Linked DNA regions of Pan troglodytes: region 2 is linked to region 1. Evidence: chromatin contacts called from public Hi-C data. All regions are on one chromosome and are shown on one strand. The core of a region is the stretch at or near the end of the contact, and the rest is flanking DNA. Distances in the headings are between cores, read along the strand shown. Region 1 has its middle 14 kb from the start of CIBAR2. Region 2 holds the start of GSE1 (Gse1 coiled-coil protein).

The links. A called contact is a pair of places that touch in the nucleus more often than the background predicts.
Region 2: a Hi-C map of stem cell-derived neural progenitor cells shows a contact between it and region 1, with 1.8 times the contacts expected there. The contact joins the promoter of GSE1 here to the enhancer-like site in region 1. A contact is called at or near these places in 2 of 7 Hi-C or Micro-C datasets (blood and stem cell-derived neural progenitor cells).

The regions. Positions count from the first base shown.
Region 1 is chr18:83,294,224-83,300,016 of NHGRI_mPanTro3-v2.0_pri, forward strand. No RefSeq gene overlaps it. Among named protein-coding and RNA genes, the nearest start is that of CIBAR2, 14 kb to the left of the region's middle. Within about 2 kb of position 2,973, at least 4 of the 24 cell types and tissues checked have an H3K27ac peak or open chromatin away from gene starts, as enhancers often do. A contact at or near this core is called in stem cell-derived neural progenitor cells, where this site is marked.
Region 2 is chr18:83,336,976-83,342,984 of NHGRI_mPanTro3-v2.0_pri, forward strand. It overlaps GSE1 (Gse1 coiled-coil protein), which reads left to right and starts at 2,713. Exons shown (of 16, transcript XM_016930304.4): 1 at 2,713-5,031. The coding sequence starts at 2,749.

The sequences.
Region 1 (5,793 bases), core at 1,723-4,222:
AGGGAGGGAAGGCCGGGAGTGTGAGCGAGGAAAGTGGGAAGGTCCCTGATACAAGCTCTGCTGACTTCAGGGTTCTGCTGAGGCCACGGCCACCAGCCAAGCCGCCTCTGTCAGAAGGAACAAAGGGTGACCTCCCTGCAGGCTCCCCGATTCCACAGGAACGACTCACAGCCTGGGCCTCGGGGCTTTGTGAAACCTTCTTTAAACAATAAGTGCTGAGCTGGGCGCTTCCTCTCTCCAGAGCGGCCCAGGCACATCCGCTCCAATGAGGTGACGTGTCCTTGCATTTGGCCAGGACGACCACCTCAGAGGCCAAGGCGCGGGGACTGGGCCCCAGCCAGGCCGGGGTGCCGTCCAGGAAGAAGACACTGCTTCCCGTGGGCCTGGCACAGTCACTCCCCCGCTGCCTGCCCCACCTCGGGACCAAGTCCCCCCCAGGGGGGCCCGCTGTGAGGACGATGTACAGCCCCAGGGGGCCTGAAGTGAGGACAGGTCATCAGATGGGCCCTGGGAAATTTCCACACGATGGCAATTTTGTTATGGTTTCTTGGACTTCTCTAAATGATAAAAAATCCTTGGAACTCAGAGCCACATGCAGTCAGGATGGCTGCCTTGCACTTTAGGAGTTCTTGAGCTACTCACTCATTTAACGCATTTTTATGGAGCAATTGCTCCGGGCTTGGCTCTGAAGGCCCAGTGGTGGACGTGACAGGTGACAGGCATGGGTGGGCCGTGCCTTGCTGGAGCCAGTCTCATGAGAGCCCCAGTTAGACAAGCACATGCCAGTGAAGGGCCACATGGCACTGAAAAGCTGCTTCACTCCCGCCAGTGCAGCAGCTGGGGTCATACAGACTGATGACAGCAAGTGTGGGTGAGGATACAGAGAAATTGGAACCCATCTTTGTGGCAGGTGGGGATGACAGTGGTGCAGCTGCAGTGGAAACGGTCTGGCAGCTCCTCAAAAGGTTTAAACACAGAGTTAGCATGCAGCCCAGCAATTCCACTCCTAGGCTTATACCTAAGATGAATGAGAGCATCTGCTCACACCAAAACCTGTCCACAGATGTTTATAACAGCAATATTCTTAAGTAGCCAACTAGTGGAAATCACCAGATGTCCATCCATTGATGAAGAGATAAGGTGTGGTACATCCACACAGTGGAATATTATTCAGCCAGGAAAAGGAATGAAGTGCTGAGTCATGTTACAGTGTGGATGAATCGTGAAAACATGCTAAGTGAAAGAAGCAGTTCACAGAAGACCTGCATGGCATAGGTTTCCATTTACAAGAACTGTTCAGAACAAGAACGTTCATAGAGATATAAAGTGGATGCATGGTTGCCTGAGGCTGGGGGGCAGGGGGAGAGGGGATGGGGTGACTGTTAAGTGCATGGGATCTTTTGGGGTGATGAAAATGTTCTGGAAGTAGACAGTGGTGATACTCGAGCACCCTTGTGAATATATGAAAAACCTCTGAATTGCACACTTTAAAATTGTTAATTTTATGGCATATGGATTATAGCTCCATTTTTTTTCAGCAGACAGAAGGGCCAGGGCCGGGAGCTTTCAGTCTACATGGGCTCTCTCAGCTCACAAATCCAGGAAAGCATATACCGTATTAATTCCTTTGAAGCTTTCCAGGCTTTTGAAGGCAATGACCGTAGCCCCATCTTCAAGGTCTTCTTGCTGAGGGCTATTTCTGTGGCTCTGGGCTGCCCAGGGAAAGTGCTGGCACACTGTGAGCACAGTGAGTGCTCAGAAAGGACAGGTGTGTTGGAAGCGGCAGGCAGGGTCTGGAACAGCCACCTTTTGGCTTCTCTCCAGAGTCCTCAGCGCCACCCAAATCTATCTAGCCTCAACGCCAACCCCTGCTGGACCTCTCAGCTCAATTGTAGCACCTTTTAATGAAAGACACCGGGAAGTGTACTGCCAGGTACTGTTGGGCAGTTTGTTCACTGTGCAAGCAGCATTTATCGAACTCCTACCATATGCCAGAAAGCTTGCTTAGCACTTTGCCTAAACTGAACCTTGTTTCATCCTCACACTCACTCTTTGGTGAGGGAGTCATTAACCTCAGCTTCTGAAGGCAGGAGCCTTGGGAAGCTTTGTGAGTCCCTCAAATTCACACTCTTTCCCTGGCTGCATCGGGGGCAACCCTGGCAGGCCCCAGCTCTTCAGCAAAGCAAGGCCTGCCTCGCCACTGGGAAGGGCCAGGAAGCCTCTGATGCCAGACCTCCCATGCCCAGGGAGTCCCGGGAGCCTGGGACCCGTCCGAAGCTGGGACTCAGCTGTGGGAGGCGCAGTGGTGAGACTCCCAGGACAGGGGTCAACAGGACCTGGGTCCAGCCTTCCTGACTCTGTTCGTCGGCAAGTTGTTGAATCTGTCTGGGCCTTGATTTTTCTCGTGTGTTCAATGGGCAGTGACAACATCACTTCTAGAGTTGCTTGGGGATGAAATGACATAACACACACAAAGCGCTTAGCTCACGGAGGAACCCCTAATGCCTGTCAGCGTTCAGAGGCGTGTGCTGGTTACTTTTCCCCACCATCCACGAGGGCAGGGCCTCAGCTGTCTCGTTCACAGCAGTTCCCGGTGCCTGGCGCCGTGCCTGGCACATGGCACTCAATAAATATTTTTGAACAAATTAATGAACGAATGAATTAGTGAACGAGGGCTACTTAGTACCGGGTGCTGGGCACAGACTTCAGATCTGCCGCTGGAAGTCACCAGACTCCTCCTGGAAGAGGCCACAGCCCCCAGTGCCCCATCCCAGCAGGGGTCAGATTCTCCCTGGGTGGTCCTGCTCAGAAAACACGGTTGGGGGAGCTGCCAGGCGGCAGGGGGTTGGGGGAGTCCCAACCTCTCCTGTTTCTTCGGCCTTGCGGGCGCTGTGACCTTCCCCACCTGGCCCTGTCCGTCTTGCCGGCTGCCCTGGCCACCAGGGAGCCCGCAGTGCCTGCCCCGGCTCCCCTTTCACACGGAGAGGGGCGCCTTCTCCATCTATACGGCCTCACCGGGACTTTCCTCCCCAGCTCTCAGGTTACATTCCATTCACAAAAAACAATCCAGATTGTAAGATGTGTGAGCGAATTATAAGGAAAAAAGCGAGGTGGAAAAATGTGGTCAGAGAGTGAGCTAGCTGGGATCGGGGCACAGGAAATTGTTCCACCCACCCCCTTCCACCCACCCACACACATGCCCGGGGCCAGCTGGAAGCCTTTCCATCTGCTGCGTGGGCTTCCAGGCTCAGGGCTGCCCGCTCTATGCAGGGGGGTTGGTGGGGTGGGGAGCGGGGGAGGGGACACTGAGTAAGAGAGGCAGAGAGATTCAGTGGCAGAGGCTCTAATTAACAACTACTCCATTATGTCCTCTTGGCCAAAGCTGCCAGGTACTGTTGGGCAGGTTGTTCACTCTGCAAGGGTGCTTGGCTCCATCCAACAAGCCATGTGCCCTGGCATGAGGCTCTGTCTGCCCAGCGGGGGACATCTTTTCCTCACACACACAAAGGTAGCTCATGCACTGGTGGTCTCGGCTCGTAAATCTTCACTTCTAAAATGCTTAAAATAGAACTTTGCTCAATGTGACTGTCTCACTCCAAGACTCTCCATGGCTCCCACTAACCTACAGGATAAAAATAGCAGCACATTTCCTGATGACTGCCTGTGTGCCTGGACTGTGCTAAGGGGTTTCGTGTGCAATGCCCCTTCTCCACCACCACAGACAATTCTTATGAACAGGTCTACAGAAAACTACATAAAATATATATGTACTGTTTAACAAAAAAAAAATTTTTTTTTGAGACAGAATCTCACTCTGTTGCCCAGGCTGGAGTGCAGAGGCACAATCTCGGCTCACCACAACCTCCGCCTCCCGGGTTCAAACGATTCTCCTGCCTCAGCCTCCCAGGTAGCTGGAACTACAGGCGTGCACCACCATACCCGGCTAATTTTTGTATTTTTAGTAGAAACCGGGTTTCACTATGTTAGTCAGGCTGGTCTTGAACTTCTGACCTCATGATCCACCCGCCTTGGCCTCCCAAAGTGCCGGGATTACAGGCATGAGCTACCACGACCTGCCCTGTTTAACAAATTATAAACAAATGCCTTTACCCCTCACAACAATAGTGTGAGGTAGCCACTGTTACCATTGCATTTTCCAGGCGAGGAAGCGGAGACACTGAGAGGTGAGTTGCAGGCCTGAAGTCACACAGGAGGTACAGGCAGGATTTTTTTTTCAAGACAAGGTCTCTCTCTGTCATGCAGGCTGGAGTTCAGTGGCACAGTCACAGCTCGCTGCAGCCTTGACCTCCTGGACTCAAGTGATCCTTCCGCCTCAGATTCCAGAGTAGCTGGGACTACAGGTGTGGGCCGCCACACCCTGCTAATTAAAATAATAATAATAATAATAAATTAGCGCTATGAGGTCTCGCTGTGTTGCCCAGGCTGGTCTTAAACTCCTGGCCTCAAGTGATCCTCCTGCCTCGGCCTCTCAAAACTCGGATTCCAGGCACGAGCCACCACAGCCACCCAGAGGCAGGATTTGAACCCAGGCCTCTGGCTGCAGAAGCCCACAGGGGACCTCTGCTGCTTCATCTCAGTGCCCACAACAACCTTGCCAGGGGCCTCTCTCCTTGTCCCCATTTTTCAGATGTGGACACTGAGGTCCAGAGGGAGCGACCCCTTATTCAGGGCCAGCATTGAAGAGGCTGCACTTTACCACCGCACTGTCCCCTTGCCTACAGCAGGTGCCGAATCGATGTATGTTTGAGTGAAAGTGTGGGCTGCGTTAAACCACACCACCAGCCCTGTCCCTCTCCAGGTGGTTTTGTAAGGGACAGCAGGGCAGATACTTTACTCCTTGTTAAGTCCCTTCAGACGCTGGGCCTGATCCAGGCCCTTCAGCCCCTCCAGATTCTTCTCTGATTTTCCTGGTGTGCAGGAGAGATATGACTCCAAGCAGAGCCTAAAGGCTGCAACCTTGGCCTCCCACAGGATGGCAAACTTTACTGCGCTTTGCACGGGGAGAACCTAAATGGCATAGAATTGCAAACAGTGGGACCGTCTTTAAAGCTAAACGAAGCCGGGCACGGTGGCTCACCCCTGTAATCCCAGCACTTTGGGAGGCCGAGGCAGGCGGATCACTTGAGGCCAGGAGTTCGAGACCAGACTGGCCCACATGGTGAAACCCCGTCTCTACTAAAAATACAGAAAATTACCTGGGCGTGGTGGCTTGCACTTGTAATCCCAGCTGCTTGGAAGGCTGAGGCAGGGGAATCCTTGAACCCGGGAGGCAGAAGCTGCAGTGAGCCGAGATTGCACCATTGCACTGCAGCCTGGGCAAGAAGAGGGAAACTGCATCTCAAAAAAAAAAAAAAAAAAAAAAAAAAAAAGCGAAATGAGCCAGGATCGAAATCCCATCCCTGGCCTTTGAGAAAATGACTCCGCTGCTCCATTTCCTCACCCACAGAATGGGATGAGCTCTTTCTCCTTGGGTCTGTTGTTGGGATTAAACCATGCACTTGGCCGGGCGCCGTGGCTCATGCCTGTAATCCCAACACTTTGGGAGGCCGAGGCAGGCGGATCACTTGAGGTCAGGAATTCTAGACCAACCTGGCCAACATGGTGAAACCCTATCTCTACTAAAAATACAAAAATTAGCTGGGTGTGGTGGTGCATGCCTGTAATCCCAGCTACTCAGGAGGCTGAGGCAGGAAAATTGCTTGAACCCGGGAGGCAGAGGTTGCAGTGAGCTGAGATGGCGCCACTGCATTCTAGTCTGGGCCACAGAGCAAG
Region 2 (6,009 bases), core at 1,463-3,962, 42 kb after region 1:
TGGCCCCGTGATCCTTCTCCCTCAGACTCTGTGTGAACTCAGCACAGTGGCCCTCCCTGCCGCCCTGCAGTGTGCCCTGCAGTGCGGACAGGCGGCAGGAGAACCTCTTCATCCACTGGAAAGAGGAAGAGGCAACACACGTACACAGTCACCTATAGCATGCCAGAGCCCACGCCTGCGCCCAAATCCCTATTTATTTAACAACCCCCATTGTACAGAGCAGAAAACCGAGGGGCGGTGTGCTAAGAAGTCCACCCAAGGCTCACACAGCTGGCAAGGGACAGAACAGGATGGAGACCCAGGTGTGTGGGACCAAGGCACTGAGCCAGGCCCCAGATCTCCAGTGAGCAAGACAGACCTGGCTCCTGCCCTTGAGAGGGAGCACCCAGGATTCCGGGGCGGGGCAGACAGGAGCAGTGGACGGAAAAATCAATAAAATCAATGGCAAACTCCTGCGCTGGGGAGCTGGGATGAGGAGAAGCGCGGAGCAGCACCTGCTCTAGAGAGGAAAGGGAGGCCTCTGAGGATGATGCTGCGGCCATGGCCATACAGATGAGCCCAAAATGCATTTGAAGCAGAAGGGACAGCACGTGCTGAGCCCTAAGGAACCCATGTTTAACTCACCCGCTGACCTGCATGTCCCCAGCCGGGCAGTGTCTTACTAGCAACCTCTCGGTCTGTGTGGGACCTAATAGTCCCTCTTTAACTGTGCAAGGATGCAATTCAACAGACATTGCCCTTTAAACTTTTCCTAATCAGCCCTCCTCCTCTCTCCAGGTATTAAAAATGCCAGGAGCCAAGAAGCCCCCTGCCCCGCTCCCAACATTCCTTCGGGACAGTTTTGCTGACACAGCATTCCTCTGGGCCAGGGTGAAGGCCCAAAGTCCCAACCAATGATGATTTCCTGTTAACCCTTGGACTAAGGGTTGAGCCCTGGAATATCCCCCAGGGATTCTGGAGGCCTTCTTCTTGCGTTTGTTTACAATGCATGGCCCTCTTCCTTGCCAAGAGGAAGCCCAGTTTTATTTACATTTCAGTGTCCCAGAGGCTGGAGAGGACCACCGGGCACCTTTGTCCCCAGGCTGATTCTGGGCTGCTGCTTGCAAATGAGGAAGCTCTAAACTGCCCAGAAGTCAGACACTCGTAGAATTTTGAAGCTGGAAGGGGTGCCATTTCACAGATGGGGAATGAGAGGTCTGGAGATGCCTAGACTGGACCAGGGCCTGAGCCAGATCATCCGGGAGGACCCAGGGATCCTGGCCTTGTCCTGCCATGGACGGTCCCGTCCCCATCAGCAGACTGGCGACGTGGACCAGACGTTTGCCTCGCACGGCTACTCGCCCTGGTGGTCAAGAGTAGGGCCTGGAGCCCGACGTCCTGGGTCTGAATTCTGCTTAGCCCCTTTGGATGAAAACTTAACACTCAATGCCACTTCTTTCCTGTATGTGAAATGGGGCTGATCACCACAGTTAACCCTAAGCGCCTCGCAACGCAAGTCCCTCTGCTTGTTAAATAAATACAATGGATCTCTACACATGAACAATAAAGACACGGAAACAGTTAATCCCCTGCTGCAGCTCCTGTTGAAGGCAATGAAATCAGGACCCAGAGAGGTTGATTCACTGACCTTGGGACACACAGGACCCTTTCTACCTCTGCTGGTGACCCAGTGACCCCTGTCGATGGTGGGAAGGGGCAGAGCAGGCCTCAGACTGTCCGCAGGATGATGCATTCACTAACGGGTTCTAGGAGACGGGGACGGCTCCTCTTTTCTCTCTCCAAAATTAGAACGCGGGGCCCTGAATGGTATCCCCAACTCAGGCCTGTTCGGGACTGTAAATGGCCTTCTCGCTTGGTCCCCCCTTTTGAGAGGGTCGGACCCTCAATATTAAGAGGTTTGATAGTAATCAATTGAGGTTTGATTACCCTGAACGAACCCGGCAGGGTGCCTGCATCTAGGCTGGGGCTGCCCTTACTGCAGCCCTGGGGTGGGGGGTTCCTCCGCCTCCAGGGGCGCCCGCAGCGTCCTTACCTGGCTCCTCCCGCGTCCTGATTGACCTTTACTTAAAGACTAGCTCCAGCCGCTGATGGGTTTCGGCGGGTCCCCCAGGAGACCCTTCAGACGGCTAGAGCCGGGCGCGCTGCAGAGAGCCCCTAATTGGGGCAATGAATCATCGCGCGCGGCTCCGGCTGGACACAAAATAGATAGAGGAGCCGGCCGCTATTGTGCGCAGTTTGGGACGCGGGGGGAGGCGGCGGCGGGCGGGAGGGAGGCAGGCTTGGAGGAGGAGGGCGGGGGGAGGGAGCGCGCGGGGAGGGATTCCCCCGCCCGCCGCGCGCCCGCCCTCCGCCCCTCCCCGCCCCTCCCGCCCGCCGCCGCCCCGCCCCCTCCTCCCCAATTAAATGACCCCACGCCTTGGCAGGCGCCGGAGCTCGCACATGCGGCTGCCGCTCCAGCCGCCCGGGCCCCGCCGCCGCCGCCGCCGCCGCCGCAGCCGCCGCCGCCGCTGCGTTCCGGGCGCGCTCGCCGCGGCGCCGCCTCGGCCCGCGCCGCCGCCGGGGGGGGCTCGGCAGGCCCGGGGGGGCGCCGCTGCGAGGGGCCGTGCGCCCGCGCCCGCGCCGGCCGCCCGCCGCCAAACTTTGCGGCGCGCACACATGCTCCAAGTTGGGCGCGGCGGCGGCGGCGCGGGCGGGAGCTGAGGGCGGCCCGGGGCGCGCGGGGGCCCGGGCGGGCGGCGCGGCGCGGCCATGAGCGGGCGGCCGGCCCCGGTCTCCCGCAAGCAGCGGCTCATGGCAGCCGTGGGCGAGCGGGCGGCGGGCGGCGCGCCGCTCTCCTGCTTCATCTGCGGCGGCGGCATCGGGCGCGGCAAGGAGCTGAAGCTGCAGGTGAAGCAGCCGGCGGCGGGCGCGGGGACCCCGGCGCAGCCCTTCTTCCCGTTCCTGCAGCAGCAGGAGCCGGCTCCCGGCGCGCGCGAGCTGTCCCCGGCCGACGGCTGCGTGTTGGTGTGCGCCGTGTGCCGCTGCTTCCTGGGCGAGCAGTGGGCCGCCTTCGAGCGCGCCCGCACGCCGGTGGACAAGCGCATGTACTGGCTCAAGCGGCCCCACCAGTGCGACGCGGGCGCAGGCGGCCGCCGTGGCGGCGCCGGGGCCCCCCGCGAGTGGAACGTCGCCTACGCGCTGGGCAGCGCCACCGGCGACGACGACGAGGACGACGGTGGCGGCCCCCGGCTGCGCGGGGCCGCGGAGGAGACGCGAGACTCCGACCTGTCGGAGCTGTCGGACACCGATCCCCTTTCCGAGCCCGACCCGCCCGCGCGGGACGCCGCCAGCCCCCACCAGGACGGGGCCCCAGGGCCAGGGCCTCGCGGGGGGCGCGGCCAGGAGTGGAGGCCGGCTCTGGGACCCGCTCCGGGACAGGGCGCAGAGGCCTCGGCGCAGGGGCGCGCGGAGGAGGAGGGGCTGCCCGCGAAGGCCCACGCGGATGGGGAGCCCAAGGCCGGGGTTAGGCGCCGGCGGAAGGGGGTTGGGAGGCACTGGGTTCCCGAGGCCCGGGCCAGCGTCCTGAGGGGCATTCAGGATCCTTGGCAAGGCCCTCTTGTCCAGGAGGCCCCTGCAGACGGCATGAAAGGCCCTCCCTCTGGCAGAGCCACTAAGACCCTGGAGAGCAGGCCGCTGGGGGAGACCCTCCGGGGCTTCTGCACCTCCGAGGACAGTGACATCAACATCACCAGTGGGGAAGAGGACCACAAGGAACAGCCTTTCCCAGGCGTCTGCAACCCCAAAGAGAAGAACAGGGGCCGTGTCCCCCGGGCTCTCCCGGACAGCCGGGCGGCACCAGCAGAAGGCCTTTGCTGCTACATCTGCGGGGCCCCGCTGTCCCCGGCCTCGCACCACCAGGTCCACGTGCAGAAGCAGGAGAAGCTGGCTCAGGCCCCGTTCTTCCCCTTCCTGTGGCTGCACAGCCCGCCCCCAGGGGCACAGCCCATCAGCGAGGGCGGCAGTACCCTGGTGTGCGCCAGCTGCTTCTCCTCCCTCACGCAGCAGTGGCAGAGCTTCGAGCTGGCCAACGTGCCGGTCCTGCAGCGACTCTATGTGGTGCCCCTGGACAGCCACTCCCCCGGCACGGCCTCCAAGGGCAGGAGGCTCCCGAGGGAAGAGGGTCTGCCCTCCGGGGCCCTGCGAGAGGCCTGCTACCTCTGTGGGGAGGACTGTACCCCGGATGCCCGGGCGGTCCCCTCCAGGATCCTCAACGGCAACGCCAGGAGCGCCATGCATTTCCCCTTCCTCAGCCTCCTGCCCTGCCCGCCCAACGCCCAGGGCCCCAACAAGCGCTGTGAAGTCCGCAGCTGCCCCAAGTGCTTCAGCGTCCTGGAGGATGTCTGGGCCCTGTACCGGGCCTGCCAGAACGAGGAGCTCATCACCTCCGTGCAGGGATTCCTGGGCAGGTACCAGCAGGCCTTCTCCGCCTCCGACCCTGCCCTCTCCGAGCTGCCGGCGTCGGCCCAGGGCGGCCCCGTGTCCATCTGCTACATCTGTGGGGCTGAGCTGGGCCCCGGGAAGGAGTTCCAGCTCAATGTGAACCCCGCCAGCCGCTTGGGCGAGAAGGAGCCCTTCTTCCCCTTCCTCACCGTGTACCCGCCTGCCCCTCGTGCCAGGCCTGTGGACTCCACCGGCCTGGTGGCTACCTGTGTGCTCTGCTACCATGACCTGCTGGCCCAGTGGCTGCAGCATGAGGCCCGCAGCTCCCACCACGCTGTCAGCGCCTGGTCCCGGCAGTACCAGGTGGAGACGTTCGTGTGCTTCTTTTGTCAGCAGGAGAAAAAACGGTGTCTGGGGCTGAAGTCCGTGCGGGTGGCCCGGCTGCCCCTGTTCCTATACACCCTGCGAGCAAGCCACAGCCTGTTGGTGGATGACGGACAGCAGCTGATCATCGGTGCTTGCGTGGAGTGTGGGACCCTGGTGTGTGCGGGCCAAGGGCTCACCCGCCAAGGACCCATGAGCTGGAGCTCCCCAGTGGCAGCAGCGACGAAGGTAAGCAGCAATTTTCATCTCATCTTAGACGCTTCCTCCAAAATCCATTCAGGGAAGGGAGAGATGTTTTCTGTTCCTCAGAAAAACTCTGAAGGAGGAGTTTTCACTGGTTCTGTGCGGGGTGTTCCGGGGGAGGTACCCTCCCTGAGTCACTGGGCTGGTGCTTGGTGGGTACGTTGGCCTGGCTGACCTTGGAGGCATGGGGCAGGGGTCAGAGGAGTGGGGATCAGGAGTGGTCTTAGGGAAGAATAGGGCACTGCTGAGAACAGCAGGCACGGGCCTGAACTTGGGTGTGTTTGCAGTGGAATCTATCAAACAGAGGAAGTTCGGGGCATGTCTGTCATCCGCCTGATAACATTGGTAATTAGTCCAGCCGTGCGGGTCACAGAGAGGTCTCCGTGCTCACCCGGTTTGAAACACATCAGAGGTGGAAGTTCCTCTCCGTTCTAGCTCCCGTGTGGCTTGGCTTTTCCAGAGTTTTCCACCTAAGTTCACACTGTTCTTTTGAGACCGTGCTTGCTTTACGGCGGAGGGAAACAGGGTTCCAGACATGGGGGTGTGGAATTTGAGGGACAGTGGCCTAAACAGACTTTTCCCCCAGCGGGAAGAGAGTCTTTCTTCTCTGCAAGTCAGCTGTGCAGGAGGCAGACGGGAGGCCTGGCACTCTCCCTGTTTATAAGGCGCCTGCCTTCCTGCTGCCCGCCCGCGAGGAGCCAGACGGGGCTCAGTTAATTTGGGATCCGGCTTTGCAAGGGACCAAGCAGGAACTGCCCCCGGTGGGTCTGGGGAGGTAGATGTAGGCGTCCGTGAGTGGCAGTCACCAACCCGGCCACCGGGGCATGGATGCTCATTTCTGCCAAAGACAGTCAGTGCGACTTGTTTTAATCAAACGCCTGTAGTGGCAGCTGCTGGCCATGTGTGGGCAGAGGGACGTGTGGATGGGAAAGGTGGCGCTGTCCTGTTCAGAAAGGGTCATTC